Regions from separate parts of the Sus scrofa genome. Here region 1 is linked to region 2. The links are chromatin contacts, called in public HiChIP or PLAC-seq maps. All regions are on one chromosome and are shown on one strand. The core of a region is the stretch at or near the end of the contact, and the rest is flanking DNA. Distances in the headings are between cores, read along the strand shown.

Evidence for each region. HiChIP or PLAC-seq counts read pairs in DNA pulled down with a chosen protein or histone mark.
Region 1: an H3K27ac HiChIP or PLAC-seq map of alveolar macrophages shows a contact between it and region 2. The contact joins the promoter of PPIE here to the promoter of PABPC4 in region 2. A contact is called at or near these places in 11 of 47 Hi-C or Micro-C datasets (embryonic fibroblasts, epiblast stem cells, fetal liver and 7 more) and 2 of 2 datasets of contacts at active chromatin or transcription factors (alveolar macrophages and skeletal muscle).

The regions. Positions count from the first base shown.
Region 1 is chr6:95,544,914-95,550,255 of Sscrofa11.1, reverse strand. It overlaps PPIE (peptidyl-prolyl cis-trans isomerase E), which reads right to left and starts at 1,674. Exons shown (of 10, transcript XM_013999199.2): 1 at 1,560-1,674; 2 at 155-253. The coding sequence starts at 1,659.
Region 2 is chr6:95,396,138-95,400,989 of Sscrofa11.1, reverse strand. It overlaps PABPC4 (polyadenylate-binding protein 4), which reads left to right and starts at 1,538. Exons shown (of 15, transcript XM_021095988.1): 1 at 1,538-2,693. The coding sequence starts at 2,501.

The sequences.
Region 1 (5,342 bases), core at 425-2,924, 150 kb before region 2:
AAGAGTCCTGCATTGAGATCACTGTCATGCTGCCCAAGGCATATCTCAAATGCACTGTGATATGACCTAAATGTTGTTTTTTGGTTTTTGTTTTTTTTTAAGTTCTCTTTCTAGCAGGAGAATTCTGAGCATGAGAGACACTAAAAAGCCTCACCTGTTTCATAATCCAGAGGAATCTGGATATCTGTGATGTCTCCAAAAGGGATAAAAGCAGCATGAAGAACTTTATCATCCACCTCCTCTGCAAGTCCACCTGCAAAGAAGCCAAAGGCCTTTTGAGTTACTGCCCTCCATTCTCTTGAAAAGTCCTTGCTATTCAGATAGCACGTGACCGCCAAGGGGGTCTTTCCATCCAGTCCTTTGGGTACACAAACACCCCTCTCATCTGCTCCCTCATGCCTACTTACGAAGCACACTCCTTTCACCCTTCTTTAAGATTCTCATCTGGGAGTTCCTGTCGCAGCACAGCAGAAGCGCCCGTTGCGGCACAGCAGAAGTTAATCCGACTAGGAACCATGAAGTCGTGGGTTTGATCCCTGGCCTCGCTCAGTGGGTTAGGGATCTGGCGTTGCCGTGAGCTGTGGTGTAGGTCGCAGACGCGACTAGGATCTGGTGTTGCTGTTGGCTGTGGCTGTGGCATAGGCCGGTAGCAACAGCTCCAATTAGACCCCTAGCCTGAGAACCTCCATATGCTGTGGGTGCGGCCCTATAAAGACAGAAAAGACCAAAAAAAAAAAAAAGACTCATCTGAAGTAAGCCCCAGGATTACTGCAATAACTTCATAAATAACCCCCACAAAACCAACCAGTACCATCATGGAAACGTTCAGATTTTAACCCATCATTTCTCTGCTTAAACTACTTCGAAGGTTTCCCACTGTCCTCAGAATAACGTATAAACGCCTTAGCAGTGCACATAAGGTTTTTCACAAGGCCCCGCCCACCTCTTCGAGCCTCTCTCCCCTTGCCCCCAAGTATCAGGCTACTTCACACCTTTGGGCTTTTGCTTTATGCTCCCTTTTAGTAAACACACCTGCCCTACTTTGGCTGACTAACTGAGACTCATCAGCTCCAGCGTCACAGCATTCTATAAGTGTGCTCTCAACTCTCCAAATGGAGGGTCATTTCTTCCCGAACTCAGGCCCCTATCACCATTGTCCACCAAAGCACTCATCAAATTACACTATTAACGTTATTCCCACTTTTACCCGGCTAGTCTGGGAACTCTTTCCTTAAAGGCAACAGGGGGGCTGAGCCATCTCTGCAAAGAATGTAAAGTGAATGGGCACGAGGATTCAGAGGTCCCTAATATTAAGCTAACACTGGCCTGGGCCCAAGAGGTGAAGAGGTTCCTGTGAGTTTAGCGGGCTTGGAAGAATTGAAGTGATCGTTGGGTCTCGGGGTCCCACCCTGAGGCCAAGCAATACCGCCATAGATGCGGCCTAGACAGCTGCTCGCCGGCCTCCGCGTCCGGAGACCTGTCCAGCTCCACGCCACGACCCACTCACGGCCAGGTTCGCCCAGACTCCACTTAGCACCCGCGCCTGCTCACCCACGTACAACACTCGCTTGGTAGTGGCCATCTTGCTCGCACGCTCTTCCGCCGGAAGCCCGCTCTCGGGCCCCGCCCCCGCGTTCGGCGCTCGCAGGCCCCGCCCATTTAGGCGTGGGCCTAAGCGGCTTCCTACTCGCGGTGATTCTCGCCCGCATTGCGCAGGTGCATGTCGGTGGGTGAGGGGGGGCCTGGTCGCCGCGCTGCCTTTGCGCTGTCGTGAGGAAAACAGTCCTTTGAGCAATCAGCTGGAGTCCGCAGATAATAAACTACCAATAAGCTACGGCCCGCGGTCCACCCTCGCCAGTTTGTTTTTGGACAACCCCGGAGCCACAAATAGTAGCTGGAAAAAAAAAAAAAAATCCAAACAGGAATAATATTTCCTGACACATGAAAACCATATGAAGTTCAGGAGTTCCCGTTATTGGCTCCGTAAGTTAAGAATCTGACTAGTATTCCTGAGGTTGCAGGTTCCATCCCTGACCTTGCTCATTGGGTTAAGGATCCAGCGTCGCTGCAAGCAAGCAGCTGCCTAGATCACAGATGCGGCTGGGATCCTGCCTTGTGGTGGCTGTGCTCGCTGTGGCTGTGGTGTAGGCTGGCAGCTGCAGCTCTGATTTGACCCCTAGCCTGGGAACTTACATATGTCGCAGGTGTGGCCCTAAAAAAGGAAAAAAAAAAAAAACTGTATGAAGTTCAATTTTCATACACAAAAATTTATTGGAACCCAGACATGCTCATTCCTTTAAGTATTGGTCTGTGAGTGTTTTCACACTGCAAGGGCAGACCTAGGGCCTATAAAGCTTGAAATATTTACCATCAGACTCTTGAGGAAAAACGTTTGCCAACTCTTGGAATAAAACAACTAATACATAAATCACTGATCGACATGTTATACAAAATAATAGGGCCATCTGCTTTAGATACAGCAGTGGGTTAAGATCTCCCTGAGGTCATATTTAAGCTGAAACCTGGAGGAAGAGGAGCCAGAGAGAGGAGGAAGTAGAGAAAACAGTTTCAGAGAGAGGAGACAGTGTCTGTGTGTTCAAGAAACTGAAAGGCCAGAGCATGGGGGTTGGGAGGGGAGGGGCAGAAAACCTTAGGCAGGCAAGCTGGGCAGGGATCAGGTGATGCAGGGCCCTGTAAACCACGTGGAGGATTTATAAGTTTTGAGAAGCTACTGAAGGTTGTAATAGGGAGTTCCATGGTCACATTCATGTTCTAAAATAGTGCTCTGGGAGTTCCCTGGTGGCCTGGAAATTAAGGATTGTTGTCACTGCTGTGGCTTAGGTTCGATTCGTGGCTCGGGAATTTCCACATGCTCCTGATGCAGCAAAAACAAACACACAGACAAAACAAACAAACAAACCCTCCCATCACCTCCCCCCACCACCACTGAAGGAAATGAAAAAGCCAAACATATGGTTTGTCCTTGTCTAAGAGGTAGCAGCAACAACAGCGCCCACCTTCTGGGCAGCTTCTTTCTTGGCATGATGAGCCTGTAGGACCGCTACAGCTTCATCCACCTGTGAGAGATCTCCAGGTGGTCAGTGACATCTGAGGAGAGCCCCTCCGTCCCTCCCTGGCGCCCAGGCCCAGCGGGGGCTTCTGGTGTGAACTGCTTTCTCACATGCCCACAGCACAGCAGCCCTCCGATCGCAGGTGAGGCACAAGGAAGAGGTCATGGGGGCAGAAGACCCCCCCACACACACACATCCTGAGCCAAGTGAGCCGAAGTGACAGGGTCGGAGAACCAGCTCACCTTGGAGCAGAGAGACTCGGGGGACTCCAGCATGTGCAGCAGCTCCGAGTTGTCAATCTCCAGCAGCATCCCCGTAATTTTCCCAGCCAGGTTTGAGTGCATGGTCTGGATGAGTGGGAACAAGTTCACCTGTGGGAAGGTACTCCATTAAAAACCCAGTAGAGCCTGGATGCTGGTGTCCAGGTCAGTAACAGGCTCTGGCCCCCTCTTCTGCAAGCATGTGGGTCACTCACCCAGCATCTGCTTCTGTTGGGGGGTGGGGTGGGGTGTTGCGGCCGGCGTGGAGGTGGTCAGCTGCACGTGGACTACAGGCCTGGGAACCAGGAGAGGAAGAAACCAGGGAAAGGGCATATGACAGTTGTCAAGGTTAGGACAGTCCAATCATTCAATACTTGTATGCTACCATTCAGAATTCCAGAAGAGGTGGAAAAGGGTAATATTCCCTGAGCAAATTCAGTCCACTGAGAGGGGAATGGTGGGAATATAAACACTATATAGATTCCTCTGTACATATTCATGTATATAGACAATGCAATACAGTCAGAAAAGGGAGGTGAAATGAACCCATACAGGACACACCTGCTCTGTGTTGGGCCTAGTGCTAGGCAGCTATTTCCTCAGACATTTAGTCCTCACAATTTTTTTTCCTTTTTTTTAGGTTTCACGTGCAGCATATGGAATTTCCCAGCCTAGGGGTCGACTCTGAGCTGCAGCTGCTGGCCCATGCCACAGCCACACAGCAACTCAGGATCTGAGCTGTGTCTGTGACCTATACCATAGCTCATGGCAACGCTGGATCCACGGATCGAGGCCAGGGATTGAACCCATCTCCTCATGGAAACTAGTTGGGTTTGTTACTGCTGAGCCACAATGAGAAATCCAAAAATAGGAGTTCCCATTGTGGTGCAGTGGAAACGAATTCCACTAGGAAATGTGAGGTGGTGGGTTTAATCCCTGGCCTTGCTTAGTGGGTTAAGGATCCAGCATTGCTGTGAGCTGTGGTGTAGGTCACAGACACGGCTCAGATCCTGCGTTGCTGTGGCTCTGGCATAGGCCGGTGGCTACAGCTCCAATTAGACCCCTAGACTGGCAACCTCCATATGCCGTGGGTTAGACCCTAAAAAGACAAAAAAAAAAAAAAAAAAAAAAGAAAGAAAGAAAAAGAGAGAGAAATCCAAAAATATTCTTTGTATAACTTTAGAAATATTTTGTATTTTCCTTTGTAAATGTCTAGCTTTTTTTTTTTTTTTTTTTTTTTTTTTTTTTGTGGCCATGACTGCAATATGCAGAAGTTCCCAGGCCAGGAACTGAACCTGAGCCACAGTGGTGACATCCCCAAATCCTTAACCGCTAGGTCACCAGGGAACTCCTCTAGCACACCTTTTATAGGATATATCCCTAGATACAGAATAGTTTTTACTGACATTGTGAATGGTATCTTTTTGCCTATTACATCTTTCAGTTTCTTATTCCTGCATTTGGTAATCTATTGATTTTTGTATGCTGATCTTATATCCAGTAGCCCTGCCAAACTCTTTTACTAGTTCAGATAGTTTTTCTCTAGATTTTCTCAAATTTTCTAAATTGATTGTAATATAATCTGAAAATAGAGACGGTATTGTCTCTTCCCAATTTTTATCACTTACTACATTGCCTAGGAAGTCGGGATAATGGTCAATAGTAGGGTAACAGCTCAATCCTACCTGTTCCTGACTCAGTGGAAATGCTTCCAAACTTTCACCTTAAGTTTAGGTTTAGATTTGAGGTAGGTACCTTGAAAAGTTCCCTTTGATTAATTTGCTGGGTTGTGTGTGTGTGTGTGTGTGTGTGTGTGTGTGTGTGTGTGTGTGTGTGTCTTTTTTGTCTTTTTAAGGCCTCACCCACGGCATATGGAGGTTCCCAGGCTAGGGGTCGAATCGGAGTTGTTGCCTCCGGCCTATGCCAGAGCCACAGCAGTGCCAGATCTGAGCCACGTCTGCGACCTACACCACAGCTCATGGCAGCGCCGAATCCTTAACCCACTAAGTGA
Region 2 (4,852 bases), core at 289-2,788:
ATTTATTTATTGTCTTTTTAGGGCCACATCTGAGGCATATGGAGGTTCCCAGGCTAGGAGTCAAATTGGAGCTGCAGCTACCACCCTACGCCACAGCCACAGCAACGGGGGATCTGAGTGGAGTCTGTGACCTGTGACCTACACCACAGCTCACAGCAACACCAGATCCTTAACCCACTGAGCGAGGTCAGGGATGGAACCTGCTTCCTCATGGATACTAGTCAGATTCCTTTCCACTGAGCTGCATGGGAACTCTAGGAGAAATATTTTTAAAATTTAGAGTCTAGACCCTCACTCCTTTTTTTTTTCTTTTTTATCTTTTTGCCATTTCTTGAGTCACTCCTGAGGCATATGGAGGTTCCCATCCTATGGGTCGAATTGGAGCTGTAGCTGCCGGCCTATACCACAGCCACAGCAACACAGGATCCGAGCTGCGTCTGCGACCTACACCACAGCTCATGGCAACACCGGATCCTTAACCCACTGAGCAAGGCCAGGGATCGAACCCTCAACCTCATGATTCCTAGTCAGATTCATTAACCACTGAGCCATAACGGAAACTCTGATCCTCACTCACTTTTACAGAGAAACAGAACTTTTGTTTTGGCCACGCCCTGGCAGCATGTGGACATTCTCAGGCCAGGCATCTAAACTGCCACAGTTGTGATTGGCGCCACAGCTGCCATAATGTCTCATCCTTAACCTACTGCACCATAAGGGAACTTCCCAGGACATTTTTTTTTTTCTTTTTAGGGCCACACCTGTGGCATATGGAAGTTCCCGAGCTAGTGGTCCAAACGGAGTTGTAGCTGCCGGCCTATAACACAGCCACAGCAACACAGGATCTGAGCTGCATCTGACAGCAGCTTGTAGCACAGTTGGATCCTTAACTCATTGAGCAGGCCAGGGACTGAACCCGAATCCCCATTGATACTGGTGGGGTTCCTTACCACTGAGCCACAATGACACTCCCCAGAACATATTTTAACATGAACTAAATTCCAGGGATACCACTACCATGTAAATAGAAGGATGACTGTATTTTGTTTAATTGAAGCTCTCCCAAAATTTGTTCATCTTTCTGGGGAATCCCATCACCAGCTACTACTGCATTGGTAGCTGTCCTATTTGGGATGATTCCATCTTTAGGATCTAGTTTTCTAAAAACTTCAGAAAGTCTTCTTGATTTGGGCCCAATTGTTTACATAGCGGAGCACCTATTACATGACTATAATTTATTTTGTGTCTTCTTTATTTTACAGTTAGGCAAAACATTGATTATAATCATGATGCATGTGAGTGGGTCACACTATCCATGTGTTCTAGTCCCGGAGAGGCGGGTGGCTTACACTCTACCGATTCCACCAGCAGCAGGCAAAGCTACCCTTGGGTCCGGCGGAGGCCCCAGCGGGGCGGTCCTCCGCGCGCCAGGGGTCGCTGTGGCGCCGCGCGGCCGAGCCGGACGCTCTCGCGTGGCCGCCCCGCCTCGGGCCCCCGGGCCGAGTGGGCGGGCACGACTGCGCCCAGGTCGCAAGGCGCCCTTCGACCAGCAGCGCCCGGGGCGGGCGGGTATAAATGGAGCGGTGGCTCCCCCAGCCGCCTCTCTCCGCCCCGGGTCGCCGTAGCCTTCGTCGCTTTCGGGCCTAGCAGCCTGAAGAAAAAAAGAGAAAAAGATAAAAAAAACCCGAAAACGCTTTAAAACCTTAAAAAAAAAAAAAAAAAGAAAAAGGAAAGAAAGAAAGAAAAAAAAGCGAATCCTCCTCGGAGAACCCGCGGGGAAGTCACTTTTGCGCGCTTCCGGCCTGCCCGCCGCCGCACCTGGGCGTCCGTCGGTCCCAGTCCGTCGGTCAGGTGGTGAGCCGCCCGCGCGCCCGCGTCCACGCGCCTCCGCCCGCGCCCGGCCGCGCCGCGTGGCAGCCCCGCGCCCGCCGCCCTCGCCCCCTGCGCCCCGGCCTCCGCGCACCACGTGTCCGCGCTGCCCTTCGCCGGCCCGGCGTGGGAGGCGGCTGCGCGCTCCGGCCGCCCGGGGCTTGCCGAGTCGGCACCGACAAATATTTGGTTTCCCTCGTCCCCGGGCTGCTGTAATCTTAAACCGCCTGGAGCCGGAGGCCTATATTTATAGAGAAACGTGTGTCCCGGAGGCCGCTGTGGGCACCATTGGGTTGCCTCTAGAAGAATTTTTGTAATTTGGAGGGGATTCCCCGTTTTAATTTTTTTGCTTGGGTTGAAATTGGGAGCTTCGGACCAGGACAGCTGAAAATTACAAACTCCCAGGGAGGGCCATATTGTTTTTGAGAGCCTTTTGTCTGCGGTTTGGCAGTCTCCGGGCCGTCCCCGAACTCCTTTCTTGGGCCCTTGGAGCCCACTCCAGCTTCCCTGAGCTTCACTGCCACCTGTGAGCCGCGGCGCGGGCCACGGCTCGGAGCAGAGCCCCTTTTGTCCTGAGCGGGCCCTCTAAGAAGTCCTCCTGGCGGGGCTCGGGGTGGTGGGGGCTGGGGAGATGAACGCTGCGGCCAGCAGCTACCCCATGGCCTCCCTGTACGTGGGTGACCTGCACTCGGACGTCACCGAGGCCATGCTGTACGAAAAGTTCAGTCCTGCGGGGCCTGTGCTGTCCATCCGGGTCTGCCGCGATATGATCACCCGCCGCTCCCTGGGTTATGCCTACGTCAACTTCCAGCAGCCGGCTGACGGTGAGTAGAAGCTGTGGCCACAAATTCGTGGGCTCTGGAGGGACCCTGGGGGTCCTTCTCCATCCAGGTCCCCACCCCCCGTGGAGGGGGCTTTGCGACAGCCCGTGGCCACGGAAGCCATGGTGGGGGACAGGATGCAGGGGGTGGAGAAGACGGATTCCTGGCATCAGATGAATCCCAATCTTGTTTCCACCACTTGCTAACTGGGTGACCTTGGGCTTACAGTTGGGGGGGGGGGTAGGAGCCCAAGGAGGTTGTAAAGGGGACCTGAGGGAAGTTGCTGTCATTCCATGCGTGTGGTGGGGACTGCTCCGTTAGAGACCCTTGCCTGGTCACTGGCTGGGGCTCCTGCAGAAAGAGCAGGATGGATGATTGAAACACAATTCCTTCAAAAATTTGAGGTGGCAAAGCTGCTGCCCCCTCCCCTCACTTTATCCTGGGCTAAGAGTCTTCGATTCTGTGCTGATAAGCAGTCTTTCAGGGCAGGTAGGAAGCAGGGGGACAGTTTTGTGTGTTGGACTTGAGCAGGCACTTGTGCTAGCACTACCAGAACTGCATGTGCCAGGCCAGCTCCCTGGGCTGTGTTTTTGCCACTGGGGTGGAGGACTTCTTTTCCTGGACCAGCCCTGGGCTCTGGAAGAAGGTGTGCAGGTAGTCCCGCGAAGCTCTGTTTGGAAATCTGCTATTTTGGTGGGGATTATCGCCTCACCTGTGAATAGTCCTTTAAAGTTGTCATAACCCTTTTACTTCATCCCATGTGAAGAAACTAGGACTTCTGAGGAGGAAAAGGAGCTACAAAAGGTTGGAGGCTGAGCTGGGACTGGGTGCAGTTCTCTGCCAGCCCTGATTGGGGCCTGAGCCTGGAGCGCGGAGAGGAGAGGTATGCTGCGGGCCTGTTGGGAGTGAGGCCAGAGGAAACCCAATCAGGGCCACACGTGACTCCAGAATAAAAGGGAACAACTGTAGAGACCATCACTGGGAGAAATAAGCCATTCTATGGCAGAGGATCTCCAGGTCTCTATTTTTGTCCCCACTTTGTTCACTGTCCCTGAAGCACAGAGAATGTCACTTGCCCAAGATGCAGTTGAAACCAGAGAATCGGACTTGTTGAAGAGACACCAGGCACTGCTCGGGTCAGTTCAGTGAGCTCTGAGTTGTGTCTGGCCACAGCACAGAGAAGGTGCCTGAGAGCAGCCTTTTTAGGGGGGAGTAGTGGGCACGTTGGCTTGTTGTCTGCCTCCTTGAATCTTCTGCACGAAAGTCCTGTCACTTGGTGATAGTAGCAGAAGCCATTGGTTAGTGTGTCTGCCAACACATACCTCTGCAGGACCTCTCCCTGCTATAAATAAGTGCAGCCAGATTTGTCAGGCTAAGCCGACTTGCCTTGTGCAGCACTGTCTGGAAATAGACCGGAGCTGGGTTGAAATGGGCTCCTTTGCTGCTAATTCATGAAACAGTTTGGGGTCCCAGGCTGGGGCTCGTAGAGTCATCACAAATGAGCCCTTCTGTGTCGGACTTTCCCTGACCTCTCTTCTCACTGAAGGAGCCCCCCTGAGGAAAGTGGGAAAGCTGGTTGGGAAGAGTGAAAAAGGAGATACTCTTCTGGCTGACTGGAGGGGCAGAATTAGGGAGGTGTGTCTGTGTTTTAAGTGAGAATGGTGCCTTGAAGCAGGAGAAACACTTCCCACCCCCCTCTCCCTTCCTGGAGGAGATTCTGAGTGATACCCATGATACCGATGCGTAAGTCTGGGAACCTGGGTCTGGGTCCTTGTTACTACCAGTTAGAGAAGTGTTCTGCTGGCTGGTGAGGATTACTGTAGCCTCTGGTTCTTTAAATGGTCTCCAAGGTGTATGTTTGGATTGGTTGTGAAGCTAGGGGAGCATCCCTAAGCACTTTGTTGGGCACCAGGGCATTTGAAAGTCGTGGAATTCCATGGAGCTCAGATTAAGGCTTCAGATAGCGTGGAAACCATTACGAGCAGGGCCTGCCTGCACTGCCGACTTAGGCAGAAAGGTGTTGTAGTTTCTTCTTTCTTGTCCTCATAATACAAAGAACATTTCCATGTCATTTTGATGATTGAAACTTTTTTTGTCTGAATCAACTTCTGTTCTCAGAAGTTGAAAATACAAGGAACTGGGCTGAATTCCGAGAGACCGTA